Regions from separate parts of the Macaca mulatta genome. Here region 2 is linked to region 1. A link is a contact called in public Hi-C data. All regions are on one chromosome and are shown on one strand. Each heading gives the region's core, a stretch centred on a gene start, on an enhancer-like site or on the middle of the called end of the contact. The rest is flanking DNA. Distances are from core to core; before and after follow the strand shown. Region 1 holds the start of SNX20 (sorting nexin 20). Region 2 holds the start of CYLD (CYLD lysine 63 deubiquitinase).

Region 1 (2,760 bases), core at 75-2,574:
ATTTCACCTCAGATAAGTACATGGACTTGGAGAAATGTGTAAGAATATCATCAGGGGCATTGATCATGATGGCCGTCCTAGGGACACCCCAAGTGTGCATCAAAAGACAGTAACAACAAAAAAAGATAAATGGCAATGTATTTAAATAATGTAGCAACAGAAAACCAAACACCGCATGTTCTCACTCAGAAGTGGGAGTTGAACAATGAGAACACATGGACACAGGGAGGGGAACATCACACACTGGGGCCTGTCGGGGGATGGGGACCAAGGGGAAGGAGAGCATTAGGACAAATACCTAATGCATGCAGGGCTTAAAACCTAGATGACGGATTGATGGGTGCAGCAAACCACCATGGCACATGTATACCTATGTAACAAACCTGCACGTTCTACACTCATATCCCAGAACTTAAAGTAAAATAAATAATAATAATAATGTAGCAACACAACAATGGAAATGAAAAAACTAGCTACCCAGAAATGCATCAGTGAATCTTAAACACATAAATGTTGCATGAAAGAAGCAAGGCACTGGAGAATACACACAGTATGCTTGGCTCAATTTATATAAGATTCACAAATGAGTAAAATGAAACTGAATTGTTTGAGGATCTCATAGGTGGTAAATTTCTAAGGAAAAGCAAAGTAGTAACCCCCATCTGAATCAAGACTGTGACTACTTCTCATGGAGGGGAAGGGAATCGTGGCTCAGAAAAAAACATGTGGTAAACTTCTGGGAGAGCCAGCAAAGTTCTTTTTTTTTTTTTTTTTTTTTTTTTGTCTGATTTCCTCTCTTGCTGTCAAGGCCACAAAGATGGGTGGCCATGAATCACACCACTGCCCTGGGGTTTCGCTTCCCTGGTACTTTCTGTTGGTGGTGATGGATACAGCTTTGCTCAGAGAAAAGGCGCCAGATGGAACTGTAATTCCACACCACTGCTCTTCTATGTCAGTCACTGGCTCTGTGTCCCACCAGCTCTGTGACCCAAGCCTCGGTTTTCCCATCTGTTCAAGGGGCATGACGGTCCCCATCATGCTTAGCTCATAGAGTAGAATAATGAACGTGAAAGGGCTCTGAGAGCTAATGCCTGAATGCCAGAGATCAACGGGGATTTGAAGGACAGCCAGACCGCTGCAAGGCTGCAGGGAGAGTGAGGCTGAGTTAGACCCCACAGGGCTGGCCCTGCACTGCCTTGCCGTTCCCTGCGCTACCCGGAAGAAGAGGTGGCAGGCTGTCAGTTGAGTTCAATATACCATGTTTCACCAGCCAATAGGCTGGGGCGATCAGGAGCAGGTCACACAGCCTGTTTCCTGTTTTCAAACGGGGAACTTAGAAAGTGTCAGTCCCTCGGCTGGTCGCCGGAGCTGAGAACCAAGAGCTCGAAGGGGCCATGTGACACTCCTCCCGGACCCCTGGACACGCACAGCCCCAGAGACTGGAGGTCAGTATTTGATCCCAAACTCAGCTGTCCTCTGCCTGCTGTGGCCTGAGTCCCCTCCTCCTGGGACCCTGCCTGGCACCTGTTGGGGGCAGGGTAGGAGGGGAAAGGGTTAGTGACAGCCACTGTGTCTGGAGCTCTCCTTAGCGCACTGAGGCAGAGGAAGGGACAGCTCCTGGACCCTCCATCACCTCCATTCCTTTTGAGATGCTAGGCGCTTGTACAACCCATCTTGGGCCTGGAGAATAAGTCATCACACCCGTGTTTCTCAAAAAAAAAAAACGGTGTCAGGGAATCCCTGCATCAGCATAGCTTTAGGGGACTCGTGGAAAATACAGAATCCAGGTCTGTTCAATGACACTTTCCTGTGTTAGGAGCCAGGAAACCTGCTTTTGAACAAGCCCCTGGGATCCCACCCCCACCCCACCAGGGGATTCTTACGCACATTGGGTTGGGAGCCCCTGGCTTTGGCAAGGCTTCTCAGGTGAGCGTCCAGTTGTTGGAGGGTACCCACCCTTTCCCCAACAGAGGCAGCCACACATCCAACGTCCGGGGATCTCCTGTCTCCCAGAGTGGGCCAGGAGCTTTATTTCACCCCCTAGAGGCTCGTCCCCCATGAAAAGTCCTCTGCAGGCCTTCAGAAAGATGGTGTGGCCTCTGTGTGCCCAGCAGAAGAAGGACTGGACTTGGCAGTCAGCTTTTGGAGAGGGGGGTGGTCAGGACACCTGGGGACAGGAGGAGGAGAATGACTGTCTATGCACACAGAGCGGGAAGGTAGAGGGGACTGGGAAGCTGCTCTGTTCCCTGGGCCAACTACAGGCCTCCAGGCCAACAGCACCAACATTTATAGTATTTTGTTATAAAGTCAAGAAATCTTTGCTACAGAGAGTGAGGAGAGGGGAGGAAAGGGCCATGGAATCGTCTATGTGGCTGTCCCCAGAGAGCTTTTAGAGCGACGGGATTGCTTTCCCATTTCACAGATGAGGACACTGAGGCCTGGAGAGGGATAGGAAGCTACCCAAGACCCCACGGATACACCAGTGCACAACTCTTTCCTTCCCCTTCCTCTTTAAATGGGTGATTCCCAATGAAACCTGTAAGAGACAACTATAAGGGAGCTGACTGTGGCTGCTGAATTTGATTTTTATTCTGAGGCCTGGTTTCATAATCAGCTTTCTCAGTCTTTTCTGGAGTGTCAAGCTGAGGCATCATTTCTAGGGTCTTACAGGGTCTCTGGGCCAATAGTGCCCTGCTTCTCATCTGGAGCCAGCTGCCTGGTCATGCAAACAGGTCTGCAAAGGTTGGGGCCCCTGAGGCC
Region 2 (2,760 bases), core at 116-2,615, 61 kb before region 1:
AGAATGTTCTGGGTGTTATCGACATCCAGAGTACATGAACTTCAATAAGAATTTCCAGCAAATCATTTTCTCCTAATACTGTTCTACTTCAAATCCACCCACTACTCAGTGGGGAATGGCAGGCTAAATTCTTAAGGCCATTCAATCTACTTGGGGCATGAGGGGGTGTGTAGAAAGCCAACAATCAAATGAACACCCTCTCAAGGCCTGGGTGCTTCTCTGAGAGCCAATGATTGCAAAATGAACAATCCTATTAAGATCTCTAGACCATATTCAAAAGCAAGGTAGGCATGCTCCTCAGCTGAGCTAAGGATACAACTTTCCAGGAAAAACTGGAGAAAAGAAAGTGGCGGGGATGATGGGGGCTGGGAGATTGCAAGGCCACAGGCTTGGTGGCTGGAAGATGACAACTATCCTAAAACATTCAAATGCCAAGGGGTGGAAAAGAAACGATGCCAAGTGCATGAATAACCGGCAGCTGACCCAGCTGAGTACCAAACTCAACACCATCTTCCTCAAGATTTCATGACTTCCCTTCCGCCCCCCTTCCGCCACCCCCCCCCCCCCACCATTGTTAACATGAAAGAAAAACATAAAGAAAGAATACCTGTCACAACAGGGCGCACCTTTCAACTAAGGAACTCCAGGTGGCTGTGTAGAACCATCCTCACCCTGGAAAGGGGGAAACTGAAAGAAAAAGCAGAACACGCCATTAACGAGGCCAGAACCCCGACTGCGATTTCTGGACGGGAGCCACCAACACCCGCAAAATCGATCGCTGCATACGCCCCGCGGCGCGGACGGTAGGAATCACAGCCCCGAGCTCCTGAGGCCAACGGTGGCCGTCGGGGCCCGCCAGCGGCCTGTGCCTCAGTCTCCCCATCTGTAAATGGGGTGGGGGGCGAGGAGGGGGACAGTGTCCCGCGCGACTCCCGCCCCAAGTCCTCTCTCCTCCGAGGGTCCCGACGGTGGAGACCCGGCACGCTCCCCGGACTCGGAGCCCTCCCGGGAAGCCTCGGGGGATGGGGAAGCCCCGGGGGTGGGGAAGCCCGGGCTGACGTCAGCGTGCTCGGCACCCCACTGGCCCGGCCGGCTCGGGCCCGGGCAACTAACGGGCCGGCGCCGAGGGCCCGACGGTCGCCGCAGCGGCTCCGGACGCCCTGAGGCCGGGTGGCTGCGCCGAGGGGATCCGGCCGCCCGCCGCCCGCCGCCCGCCGCCCGCTCACTCACTAACCTCGGGCGGCGGGGCGTCGCCCCTCGCCCCGGCTCCCCAGCCTGCGTCCCGGGCCGGCCCCGGCGCCCCACACCCACCGCCCTAGTATTTACCTCCGACGCGCGGCCCCCGCGCAGCCGAACCTGCTACCTGGGCCCGCCCCCACCTGCCCCGCCTCCGAACCGCCCAGAGGAGAGGGAGGGAGCGGGGGCGGAGGGGGCAGACGCCGCGCTGGCCAATCGCAGGCCGAGCTGCTCTCTTGAGCGGGCCCTGATTGGGCCTCCCTGTGACAGACCTTCCTCCAATGGCTGCCGGCCCGGCGCCGGCCGAAGGGACTTTCCGCTCTGTCAAGCTCGGTGGAACCAAAGGGAAAGCGGAGGGGCGGGGCGGAGAAGAGCGGGGGATGGAGGCGGGAAGCTCAAGCTGATTGGGCGAAAGGCTGTGGGTGCCGCGTCACCATTGGCTGGTGCCGGAGACGGGGCGGGGCGGGGCGCTGCGCTGTCACCAGCTCCACCTCCCGTGCTCCTACCTCAGCTGTCAAAACTGTAGACGCTTAGGTTTGGGCTGGGTTGAGAGTCCAGATGAAGGTTGGGAATAGGATTCCAGGATGCCGTGAGAGAGCAAAGCTTTAGAATCAGACCTCACTTTGAATCTTTGGCGCTTTCATTCAGTGGCTGCGTGACTCGGGGAAGTCACAACCACGCTGTGCCTCAATGTCCTCATCTGTAAAATGGAGATCATAGTATCGGTTGTCTTATAGGATTGTGGCAAAATACTGAGTTAAAGTTTCTGGCACGCAGTACCAGCTCAGGAAAGGTTCATCTCTTCCTCCCCCGCAGATTCAGCCTGGGACGCTTGCTGTTTCCGAACCTCTGTTGCCACCTATCCCAGTTAGGAGGGAATTTTCCCAAGGATGGTGAAGAAGGGATTTCCACACGCCGCCTCACTCAGCCCTGCACCCCTGGCCACCAGCCAGGACTTAGGGTGTAGTTAAGGATCTTTCAATTAGAAGGGAGGCTTCTGATTCCCAAAAGTACTCAAAATATTTAAGGAAGTGCTTTTTATAATCGGTCCCAGAGCCTTGCTGCACTGGATACTCCTGTTAATTAATTTCTTCTCCTTTGACATTTTAAGTGCTAATTATAGGAGAAGGTGATTAACACTGAGAAAGGAGGAGGGGTGTGTGTGTGTATGTGTGTGTTTAACCATGACACAAATTTCCCCCAGTGGAAAGTAACATGTTTCTGGAGATCCAGGGAATTTAAACCAATGAATACATAAAAGCAGTCACATGAGTGACGAGTAACAGTAGCAGTAGACAGGCCACCACTCTTCCCTGCCATAGTCATCCAAAATGAAATGAGCATCTTTTGAAAACCTAAGCCTCTTTCTACTCCTGTCCCTCTTTTGTCACCCCTATCTTCCTCTATTCCAAGCTTCACGACCACACTGCCAAAGGAAGCCATAAGTTGGAAATCAACAGGCCTGGCTTGTGTGGCCTTAGGCAACACCGTTCTCCTCTACATCTTTATTCTCCAACAAAGCTG

Evidence for each region. Hi-C and Micro-C count contacts between places; a contact is called where the count stands out from the background.
Region 2: a contact with region 1 is called in a Hi-C map of cortical neurons, with 2.2 times the contacts expected there. The contact joins the promoter of CYLD here to the promoter of SNX20 in region 1. A contact is called at or near these places in 2 of 14 Hi-C or Micro-C datasets (CD4 T cells and cortical neurons).

Annotation. Positions count from the first base shown.
Region 1 is chr20:46,132,637-46,135,396 of T2T-MMU8v2.0, reverse strand. SNX20 (sorting nexin 20) reads left to right here and starts at 1,324. Exons shown (of 4, transcript NM_001261262.1): 1 at 1,324-1,445.
Region 2 is chr20:46,193,933-46,196,692 of T2T-MMU8v2.0, reverse strand. It overlaps CYLD (CYLD lysine 63 deubiquitinase), which reads right to left and starts at 1,365. Exons shown (of 18, transcript XM_077985641.1): 1 at 1,327-1,365; 2 at 627-687. It overlaps LOC144337938 (a long non-coding RNA gene), which reads left to right and starts at 258. Exons shown (of 2, transcript XR_013411589.1): 1 at 258-803.